Linked DNA regions of Zea mays: region 2 is linked to region 1. The links are chromatin contacts, called in public Hi-C maps. All regions are on one chromosome and are shown on one strand. Each heading gives the region's core, a stretch centred on a gene start, on an enhancer-like site or on the middle of the called end of the contact. The rest is flanking DNA. Distances are from core to core; before and after follow the strand shown. Region 1 holds the start of LOC100272769. Region 2 holds the start of LOC103504718 (Protein TONSOKU).

The links. Hi-C and Micro-C count contacts between places; a contact is called where the count stands out from the background.
Region 2: a contact with region 1 is called in a Hi-C map of leaf, with 2.8 times the contacts expected there. The contact joins the promoter of LOC103504718 here to the promoter of LOC100272769 in region 1. A contact is called at or near these places in 12 of 25 Hi-C or Micro-C datasets (bundle sheath, ear, endosperm and 3 more).

What each region holds. Positions count from the first base shown.
Region 1 is chr4:180,797,533-180,802,951 of Zm-B73-REFERENCE-NAM-5.0, reverse strand. LOC100272769 reads right to left here and starts at 2,551. Exons shown (of 10, transcript NM_001147222.1): 1 at 2,335-2,551; 2 at 2,003-2,084; 3 at 1,064-1,155; 4 at 832-909; 5 at 687-748; 6 at 1-41. The coding sequence starts at 2,421. It overlaps LOC100216785 (Galactosyltransferase family protein), which reads left to right and starts at 3,984. Exons shown (of 1, transcript NM_001143184.1): 1 at 3,984-5,237. The coding sequence starts at 4,102. The coding sequence ends at 5,133.
Region 2 is chr4:181,035,920-181,041,524 of Zm-B73-REFERENCE-NAM-5.0, reverse strand. It overlaps LOC103504718 (Protein TONSOKU), which reads left to right and starts at 3,571. Exons shown (of 20, transcript XM_008681025.2): 1 at 3,571-4,003; 2 at 4,761-5,558. The coding sequence starts at 3,704.

The DNA of each region.
Region 1 (5,419 bases), core at 1,302-3,801:
GTGGAAGAGGGATTTGAATCTGGTACTTGTTGCGATCAACACTGCAACAAGCATACGTGTGAGATCACAAAGTTTTCACTAGGTGGGAAAAGGTTCAACTTATTCGGTAAAAATAGCACAGCGCGCAGAGAAATAACCGAAAGGCCAGTGATGTTTCAACAAGAAAATGAATGCACAGGATCATTTTTAGATTAACTGACCTTTTCATCTCTAAATATTACATAGGGCAGAAAGCTTTATACCCTAGCAAAGATTACTAGATTCAATAGCCCTACTCAAAGATTACTAAAAATACAAAGAGGTGTACTAGATTCAATAATGATTTTCAGAAAATACTACATGTCTGCCAAGTCATGGAGTTAAACGTACAGTTGATTCAATAAAACAATGTTTCCCATCTATGTCAATCATGTAAGTCTATGACATTTTTCTAGGGACATGGCAATCACTACATGAATGGCCATTGTTTTTTAAGGCTTCTAATAAATCACATCAATAAGCATTATTCTCATAAGAAATGCAGCTCGCATGATAGCATATCATTTCCTTACAAATAATTATTGGAAACTATAGTATACATTTAGCATGAGCACATAAATGCATCACAGTGCTGTAGTAGAAATGAAGGACTAAGTATTGATATACTAAACAGAGAAAGCTTAAACTGAAAATACAGGGTGGCATACCCGACCCTCATCCCTTCCTCGATGTCAGTTGGAGACACTTTATCCCCCAGTCCAACAACAAACTGCAGGATTCATTACAAGGCATAAAAAGCTGCACAAATTCTAGGTGGCATGAGATGAGAAAAATGACACGAGCATGGCATACTTTTGCGATTTGTTTTACATTTATAACATATTTGGCATCATCCGTATTAGGGCTTATGATCTTTGTACACCTTGCCACCTGCAGAAAGAGAAAGAGAAGTTATTAATGCACTAGCACATGTAAAATTGAAACCAAAAAGATTTCTACCAACTATCATGCATGGTAGGTCATAACTCAAAGCTGTAAAAGTAAAATCTACGAAGTAACACAATATCAGGGTCATTTAATATACTTGTAACGGTTGTTCTTCTTGCATCATCTGTTTATCTGAAACCAAATCCCACTGGCTAGGTGGAGCCAACCCTGTATCAGACTCCTTTATACCTGCATTTAGTATAAGAACACATCTCAGGTATGCTGATTCAAAAGGACCTTCCTAGCATTAAAACAAACTGATAAATTGCAGAACAACATAGAACAAAATAGAAAAGACCAGACATATGAAGTGATCTCATAGCCAATTCATCTTACTACACTACTCCCTCCATTCCAAATTATAAGACGTTTTGGCTTCTCTAGATACATTGTTTTTATGTATCTAGACATAATGTTCATCCAAGTGCATAACAAAACATATGTATCTTGAAAAGCCAAAATGTTTTATAATTTGGAACGAAGGGAGTATTAAGTTAATAACATGTCAATTATCTACAGTGCATGGTAAATATAACAGCAGTTCCGTGCTAAAACCACAGAGTCATCGACTAAAGATACAAATTGCATCAATTTTTACCCTCGTTGAGAAAAAATATAGTAAACTATAATGTTTCAAGTTAACACACTAAAATAATACATAGCTACACCTTAACCATTTGAATAACTATATGTGAGATCCTCAAGTAAGGGCTAGTTTGGCAACCCTATTTTTCCAAGAGATTTTCATTTTCACAAGGGAAATTAGTTCATTTTCCCTTGGGGAAATAAAAATCCCTTGGGAAATGGAGTTCCCAAACTAGTAAATGAAACTTCCTATTAGCTGCAAGTAAACAGCCAGCTGAAACAAGTGCTTCCAGGTGAATTTAATTCTCAGTGTAATAACTCAACAGTCTAAGCTAGAAGATGAATAAAATGCCACGAAGTGATGAAACCTATCCTTAGGACCGACTCAGAAACAAACTGCCCTACATCTCCATCGCCACACCAAAAAGATCATAATAGAATTATCACTCACCACAAAGGTCATTGATTTTCTTGGCCATTTCCTTGATCTCCTTCTCGACCTTCTTAATGCTAGTCGAGTACGGCCCAAGCCCCTGCAGCAGCATCCAGCGAACTAAAATTAGCAAAAACCAGCAGCTTCTTCCCCTCAAATCACACACGGTGACCTAAATCTGGTAAAAGCACGATGCCGTCACAAACGACAGACGAAATCAAAACCCTAAACCGATCTCAAGCCTGAGCCACGAGGGAACACAACTCCTAAGCCCTACCCCAATACAAAATCACCAAAGAACCCTAGATCCACGAGATCAGAGAGATCCAAACGAGGGTCGAGGCACGCACATAGGTTTTGAGGAGCGCGATGTCGTCCTCGTCGAGCGGGCGGGGATTCTTCTCGTTCATAATATCATCCTCCGGCTCCGGCGCCATGGCTGTCCTCCTGAGCGAGCGGCGCTTCCCCGGCGGCGAGGGTCCGTGGGGGCGAGGGGATTGGAGGTGCTTCCCGTCCGGAGTAGTTCGACGGCGTTTTATCGGTGTTCTTTCTTTACACTTGACCAAGGGACCTTTGTACACCGTGTGACTGATCGATCGGACGCAGCTAGATATTGCTTTGCCTATCGTACACCGTGGGATTGGATAAGTAACATTGAAAGATATTAAGCTTGGAAATGTACATTTTTTTTTTGCTATATAACATCAAATTATCACAGTATTTCTATATGTCATGACTGCAAAAACATACAATACAAGAGAGACCTAAGATTAGATTAATATATGATGGTCGACATATTAACATATCATTAAAAATTCTATAATGACTCTTTAGAAACAATTTATACGATATTGTTAATGTTTGTTTGACATCAATTTAATCTATTTGGGTCGGCATATTTATAATAATATTATATATTTATATCGTCAATATAATATTAACTGTAACACGAGTTTTTCATATCATAGTGATATTTGTCGTTCCGTATATATATTTCATACTATTTTTTTACTCTCGTGGCTCGGTGACTGAACGAGCTCGGCTCGGCTCGGCTCGACCTTGGCTCGCGAGCCGGCTCGGCTCGGCTCGCGAGCCATATTCTGGTACTTATCGTTGCATTATTTGGTGAATTAACATTATATATTCATCATCAAAGACTAAAAAATGAGCTATTATCCATAAAATTATCTAATATGCATTATTATTCCATAAATTCATCATTTTTTCAAGGCTCGCGAGCTGGCTCAGCTCGGCTCGCTACAAAAACGAGCTTGAAGAAGAGGCTCGGCTCGTTCGAGGCTCGCGAGCCGCTCCGAGCCGAGCCGAGCCGCTCCGAGCTCGAGCCGGCTCGCGAGCCTCGAGCTAATTTTCCAGCCCTAACGAGCACATACTTAGTATACATATAGGTCCATTTATAAGCCAACCAACCAATAGAATACTAAATTATACATGAGTTATTATAAATAGTGTAAAAAATTATTATGGCATATCCTTAACAAAATCCTAGGCCCGCTACTGCGTACAAATCACCTATAAACAATATAATTTAACATATAAATCTCTTATTTTACGTGATCAGCTCCCACACAGGCCAGCTGCTATGTGCTAGCCCAACGCCCCAGCCATCCGTTGACGTTGCGTACCACATGGCACTGCTTTGGCCTCCGCATGGGGCGTTGCGATTATCGCAGCCAGAGATGGCACGCGAAGTTCCAAATCCCCGGAAGTACGTCCCCAATTCGTTCGTTAATTTGTTCTTCACGCAAGGTGAGTGTTGACAAATCGAGCCACGCATCTCGCTCACTGCATCTGCATGCAAACGTCGTCATTGACCCCACCGGGCTACGTTACGTTCGCCCGAGACGAGACCTCGCATGCCGCGCCTACCTCTCCATTCCCACGCACGGACTCCGCGCCTCACCCTCGCCAACCTCTAGGCAATAAAGGCGTCGCCATTTCCGTGCTGGCTAAGCTTCCCAGTTCTCACCACCGGCAAAAAGAACCGACTCTGCTTCCCCTTCAGCTGCCTTCCATGTCAGTATAGCAGCCTACCGTCATATCAGGCGACGACGACTGTGTGTGCGCTTTTTTATCTGCCTCATTGCCTGCAATTCGATATGCCACCGCCGCCGCCGAAGAAGAAGAATTTGCTCAAGTCGTTCATGGGCAACGGCAAAGACGCGCTCCAGCAGGTCGGCACGAAGCAGAGGCACGGCGGCGGTGGAGGCGGCCTCCCCAGGCTGTCAGCCTCCAGCAAGGCGCTGGTCCTCCTGCCGCTCCTGCTCCTGGCCTTCATCTTCCTCTTCGTGTATCCCAAGGAGTTCGAGCTGCAGGCGATGCTGAGCGCGTGCGGCCCGGCAGCCGCGGAGCCGGCGGCGGTCCGGAAGCCCGAGTTCCGGCTGCTCATCGGCGTGCTGACCCGCGCGGACCTGTACGAGCGGCGGCACCTGCTGCGCATGGTGTACGGGCTGCAGCTCGCGTCGCCGGGTGGGCTCGCGGCGCACGTGGACGTCCGCTTCGTCTTCTGCCGGCTGTACAAGGACGACCAGCGCGTGCTGGTGCCGCTCGAGATCCTCGCCCACGGCGACGTCATCGTGCTCGACGGCTGCGAGGAGAACCTCAACGGCGGGAAGACGTACACGTTCCTGTCGGCGGTGGCGGCGCTCTACGCCGACGAGCCGTACGACTACGTGATGAAGGCCGACGACGACATCTTCCTCCGCCTGCCGCAGCTGGTGGGGTCGCTGGGCGGGATGCCCCGGGAGGACATGTACTACGGCGCCACCATCCCCTGCGATAGCATGGACCCGTTCCGGGAGTACATGGCCGGCATGGCCTACGCGCTGTCGTGGGACCTCGTGCAGTGGATCGCCACCTCCGACGTGGCGCGCAACCACAGCGTGGGCACGGAGGACATGCTCACCGGCCTCTGGCTCAGGATCGGGGGCAAGGGGAAGAACCGCTTCAACGCCAAGCCGGCCATCCACGACTACCTCAACCCGGTGCCCGTGGACCAGTGCGAGCACGAGTTCATGCCCACCACCATCGGCGTGCACAGGCTCAAGAGCAACCCGAGGTGGGCAGAGGCGCTCAAGTACTTCAACTTCACGGCAGGGCTCCAGCCGTCCAAGTTCTACAAGATCGACTAGCAACCTACCTCTCCTATCTACTACCGTAGTAGTAGGGATCGATCCATCGGATGCATGCATGTATGCGTTGCTTAATTTTGAGGGAGAATTTATGATGTATACACAAAAACAAATATGTTTTTAAATTTGATCTGTGTTCTTCTCACAAACTACATCTTTCCACTTGTTTTTTTACCGTGTTTTGTATTTCAAGCTAGAGTTTGTTAGTGGGTGTTTGGTATAACTCAAAATCAAAATTCTAAGGGGGTGGCTAAAGTCTTTCAAACATACTGAATCTAGAGTTGCC
Region 2 (5,605 bases), core at 2,322-4,821, 240 kb before region 1:
CATTGGATTATATCGGAATTTGTTGTTGCGAACAAGGCTTCAAACATAAAATGTATCGCATAGATACTTAAATTATAAATAAAAGGCATACATGCACCAGAGTGTGATTGTTATGTGCATTAGCCTGTGACTTTCTGCTCATTGAAGACCAACTTAGCCAAAAATAAGACGGAAATGGCACAAATAGAATACTTGTGAAAGCATCTTAGCTTGGTTCGTGGTTGGGTTGAAGAACCATGATACATACCTGGTGTCTTTGGATTTGGGAGCCCTCGAGCATCAACTTACTTGTTGTACCTGAGTAGGAGGTTGTTGATGAATATGACTAATCGAAGCTGATTTCGACTAGTTATCAATTATGTGGAACCCATTCTCGTATAGAATATGAAATTCGTTACCGACTTCGCACGTTGTGTCTGAGTAGTAAGAGTTGTCACCTTTCTGTATCGATATATTCAGTGGTGTGGTTCATGCATCAATAGACCATAACATTTTTTGGTAAGATGAAGCGATACCCTTAAGTGCGAAAGTGAGTCTGACTAGACTTGAACCGTAGTTGTTTGATGTTGGGGAAGTCATCTCGAAAAGTTTGGTCGTACATGAGTAGGAGTTACAAAGATTTAGTTGACTCTCCATCCAGTTTATGCAAGAGAATGAAAATTGGCCAAAGTTATCAACAAGACCGTCCAACATGTCATAGGAAGAGTTAGGGATGTTTGGTTTATGATCGTTTCCATAAGGCGACCATGGAATTTGCTGAAGTCATCCACCGTGTAGATCTAGGAATCGAACACAAAAGCTAGACACACCAAGAATGTGACATCGATCCTAAGGTCCATTGGGCTTATGACCGTCCTTTCGTTGAAAGCTTCTACCTAACACACCAGTTATCGATGTATCATGATTGTCAATCCTGTTATGGGATTACCAAAGTAGAAATCGATGGAGCTCATCGTAGGGCAAACTCGATGTGAACATAAAGAAAACACTAGTGAAGCCAGGATAGCCACACGTCGGTGATGCCCTACATGCCGGTGAGGAGAATAAACTGTGGCTATGATTTTTGCTATACCTTAAGCACACAATGATCACCACAACATAATTTTACCATAACTGGACCATAGGAGATGTAGCTTAATTTAATTATAAAAACATATATCTAAATCTATACCAAAAACTTTGTATTACAGAATACTATATCATATGTTCATTCTATAGACTCACGTGGAGTTTAATAAAATTGATTTTTCTATGATTTACTATGAGTTTTCAATGATTTAGACAAAATAAAAAAACACCAAGGTGGAGAACCATCCTGGAAAACAGTTAGAAATATCATGTGCCCTATTTTGAAAATAAGAGAGTAAATATATATCTAATTATATTGTTGAGAGATATCTTTTCGCTATAATTGAAGGAGGTGATATATATATATATAGTTTATATATTAGGAGCCCTGGGCTTCCAATAACTAGAGGAAGCCCAGGTCGGACGGTGCAATCCGGTCGAGCCGGACCACATCCGGACGTCTATAAAATAGGACCCGGAGTGCTAGGGTTCAGTTTTTTACGCTCCACCCCGATTCATTAGCGACGCCGTGTGCGACGACGGCGGTTGCCCCAGAGCGTGCGCGGCGGTGGACCCCCAGCCGGTGGCTGCAACTCCATGACCTCGACGCGCGGTGGCGGAGGTTCCTCGATCCAGAGTAGTGGCAGCGGTTCCCAGGTCGGTGGCGGCGGCTCCCCGATCCGGAGGGCGAGCGACAGCGGGGCCCTTGTGCGGGCAACCGGCGGCGTCCCCGAGGTCCCGAGGAGGCGGCACTTCCAAGGCCGGCGAGCAAGCGACGCCCGTCGACGTGCGAGTAGCGACGACGACGCATGAGGCGCGATGTTCGAGCGAGCGGCGTCACGGAAGGCCCGAGATGCACGCAGCGATGATCGCGCGTGACATCCTCCGATCCGGCGCAGTTTTCTTTTCGATTATTGTGTTTTATGCCTACCACATGTATTATTTACGCCAAAAACTGTACGATTTTATGCTTAAACATGGAGTTCGTATATCAGTTTACTGCATGCACATTGGAAAGACAATTTCTTGATTTATGTTGTTCGTAATTTGCGTGCATGCAATGGAAGCTCCCACGATTTTTGCCATAATTTTTGGATCTGTATAAAAATAGAAACCGCATGCATGCGGCTGCCATGTTTTCGGATCTGTCATAAAAATAGGATAGTAATAACAACCTACTAGAGCTATCAACCTCTCACATTGACTCGGTATTTACGCTTATAATTGAGGGATTTTATGCTCAAAACTTAAGGTTTTTACGCTCCACCGAAGATACATCCACCAGTGAACAACATGCCAGATTTTTTAAGCAGTATACCGAATTGCATAATTATCTACAATGACATATTTAGTATCAGTATATATCATAAAATGGTCATTACGAGTCTAGCTGCATAGCTGTTGCAGCGATCCTAAATTTATGGAGGAAATAAAGCATTTAACATAGAACCCGCCACACATATCTTTCCTAAATTTACGCGCATGCAAGAGAACGTGTTTGACTCATGCATGCATTTTGCCATAATTTTTGGATCTGTATAACCGCATGCATGCGGCTGCCATATTTTTCGGATCTGCCATAAAAATAGGATCGTAATAACAACCTACTAGAGCTATCAACCTCTCACATTGACTCGGTATTTACGCTTATAATGGAAGGATTTTATGCTCAAAACTTAAGGTTATTACGCTCCAACCCGGAGATGCGTCCACCAGTGAACAACATGCCAGATTTTTTACGCAGTGTAACGAATTGCATAAATAGCTACACCATATAGTATAATTTGTACCAATATATATCATAAACTAGATATAATGTGTTTAGCTGCATGGCTGTTGGAGGGATCCTATATTTATGAAGGAAATAAAACATTAAATACGAATTTTTGTTTCTATGCGTGTAATTCATTTCCTTTCATTACACATTATTTTCATCATAAATTCGTGTGCATGCAGGTGGTAACAGATTTTTACGCAGTATACCGAATTGCATAATTATCTACACAGGGTAGCATATTTAATAGCAGTATATATCATAAAATGGTCCTTACGAGTCTAGTTGCATGGCTGTTGCAGCGATCCTAAATTTATGGAGGAAATAAAATATTTAAAAATACAAACCGCCGTACATATCTTTCCTAAATTTATGCGCATGCAAGTGACGTGTTTGACTTTGACTCATGCATGCATTCTTTTTTGCGCGCACAGACGTGGGCGCGGGTGGTGCAACCGACAGCCTGGTCTAGTCGGTGCGCTGGGTTGAACCAGGTTGCAGGGATGATCGACCTGAGCTTCCTTTAACTATTAGAAACCCATGGCTCCCGTTATATCTGCTCTATATATATATATTTTCTTTTTTGATTGAAGGACCGAACAACAAGAGAGACACCCCAGAAGCTTAAGATATCCTCCTCCTACAGGCCATGGCCCATATTACATGCTTCCTACGCAGGCCCACGAGAAACGCAGAGAAGAGATTAGTGAAACTGGAGGCGGGGCCCTGAAATAATTTGGCGGGAGAATCCCCTTCCATCTGATCAGTCCGGCGTTTTCCTTCCTCTCGGCCCTTGACGGAAAATTCGGGTGGAAAAAGGGAAAAAAGTCAGGCGTCGGGTCCTCAGTCGTAGCGGCGGCGATGGCGCGCGGCGGCGGGGGGCGGTCGAAGAAGGAGGATGAGGAGGAGCTGCGGGGGGCGAAGCGCGGTTACAAGGAGGCGTCGGCGGAGGGTAATCGGGAGGAGGAGGCGCGCTGGGCTAACGTCATCGGCGACATCTACAAGCGCCGCTGCGAGTACGTCGAGGCCCTCCGGTGGCTTCGGGCGGACTACGAGGTCTCCGTAAAGCACCTCCCGCAGCGGCACCTCCTCCCCTCCTGTCAGTCGCTCGGCGAGGTCTACCTCCGCCTCGGCCGCTTCTCGGAGGCGCTCACCTACCAGGTCACTACTCACTCCTCAGATTCCACCATCCATCTCGCTTACTTGCCTACCGAATACCGACCATGGTTTCAGATGTTTTAAACGACAGGAGGTGTGCTATGCAGTATAACGCTAATGCATTCCCACTCGCAGTTGTAATTTCGGTGCTGAATTTATGAATTTTTAACCATTTGGTGGACTATTGATCTGGGCATGCATTTGGACTGCAGTGTAGGGTTCGATTATTCTCAAATTATGTTATTAGGCACTGTATATATATACAATTGAATACCAGCTGTGGTGTGGACTTTCTGGTAGTGCATCTGTCTTATATGATAATATATTCTTTCAAAGGTCTGATATTTAGTGATGTATATGTGACCCTTGGCTTGCAGTGTTGGGTTTAGGCACATGTTAATTGTTTTAGTTTTTTCACACGCTTATTGACCTTGGATAGTTGGATTACATTACATTATCTACCTCCGATCTTTTTTATTCGTCGTTTGTTAGTGTAAAATTCAACTATCCAGCGACAAATAAAAAAAATGGAGGGAGTATTACTGATCATGCTGTATCTACCCTGTCACAGTGCATGTACATTTATCAAGATATGGTCATTAGGTGATTTGGTCACTGCCTCCGGTGTTAAATGCTAACCTCTTGTTATAATTGAGATGCTAAGAATTAGAATAATACTCAGACCTCATTTCATACATTTTGCTGATTCTGCTACATGAACTCAAACTTCCATTTACCTTGATGTTTGTTGGCTTGACAGAAGAAGCATCTACAGCTCGCAAAGGAGTCTGATGACCTTGTTGAGCAGCAGCGAGCTACCACACAGCTTGGGAGAACATACCATGAAATCCTTCTAAGATCTGAAAATGACCATAGTGCCATAAGGAATGCAAAAAAGTACTTTAAATCTTCGATGAAGCTGGCAAGGATTCTAAAGGAGAGATCCCCTTCCCAAAAGTCGGACTTTCTAAAAGAACTTATTGATGCGTACAATAATATGGGCATGCTTGAGCTGGAACTTGATAATTTTGAAGAAGCTGAGAAACTACTTATCCAGGGCCTGAAGATATGCGACGACGAAGAGGTAGATTCGTATGATGATGCTCGCACTAGGCTCCATCATAATCTCGGAAATGTTTATACTGAACTACAGAATTGGAAAAAAGCCAGGGGGCACATTGAGAAGGACATAGAGATATGTAGAAAAATACGCCATCTTCAAGGTGAGGCAAAAGGATTCATAAATCTGGGGGAGTTACATTATCGAGTTCAGAAGTATGACAATGCAAAACTTTGTTACAATAAAGCTCTTGAAGTAGCAAGATCCTTGGAAGATGAGGATGCTCTAATTGAACAAATTCACCAGAATATTGAAACTGTTACGAAAGCAGTTGAAGTATTTGAGCAGTTGAAGGAGGATGAACTGAAGCTAAAAAAACTTATCCGGGACACTTCTAATGCTCGTGGAACATCTAAAGAGAGAAAACTCCTACTTGATCAGCATGCATGGCTGGATAGTCTTATTGAGAAGGCCAGGATGATATGTGCATGGCAAAAAGTAAGCGGACCGCACGGTAACTAGTACCAGATTTTTATTCACCTTGT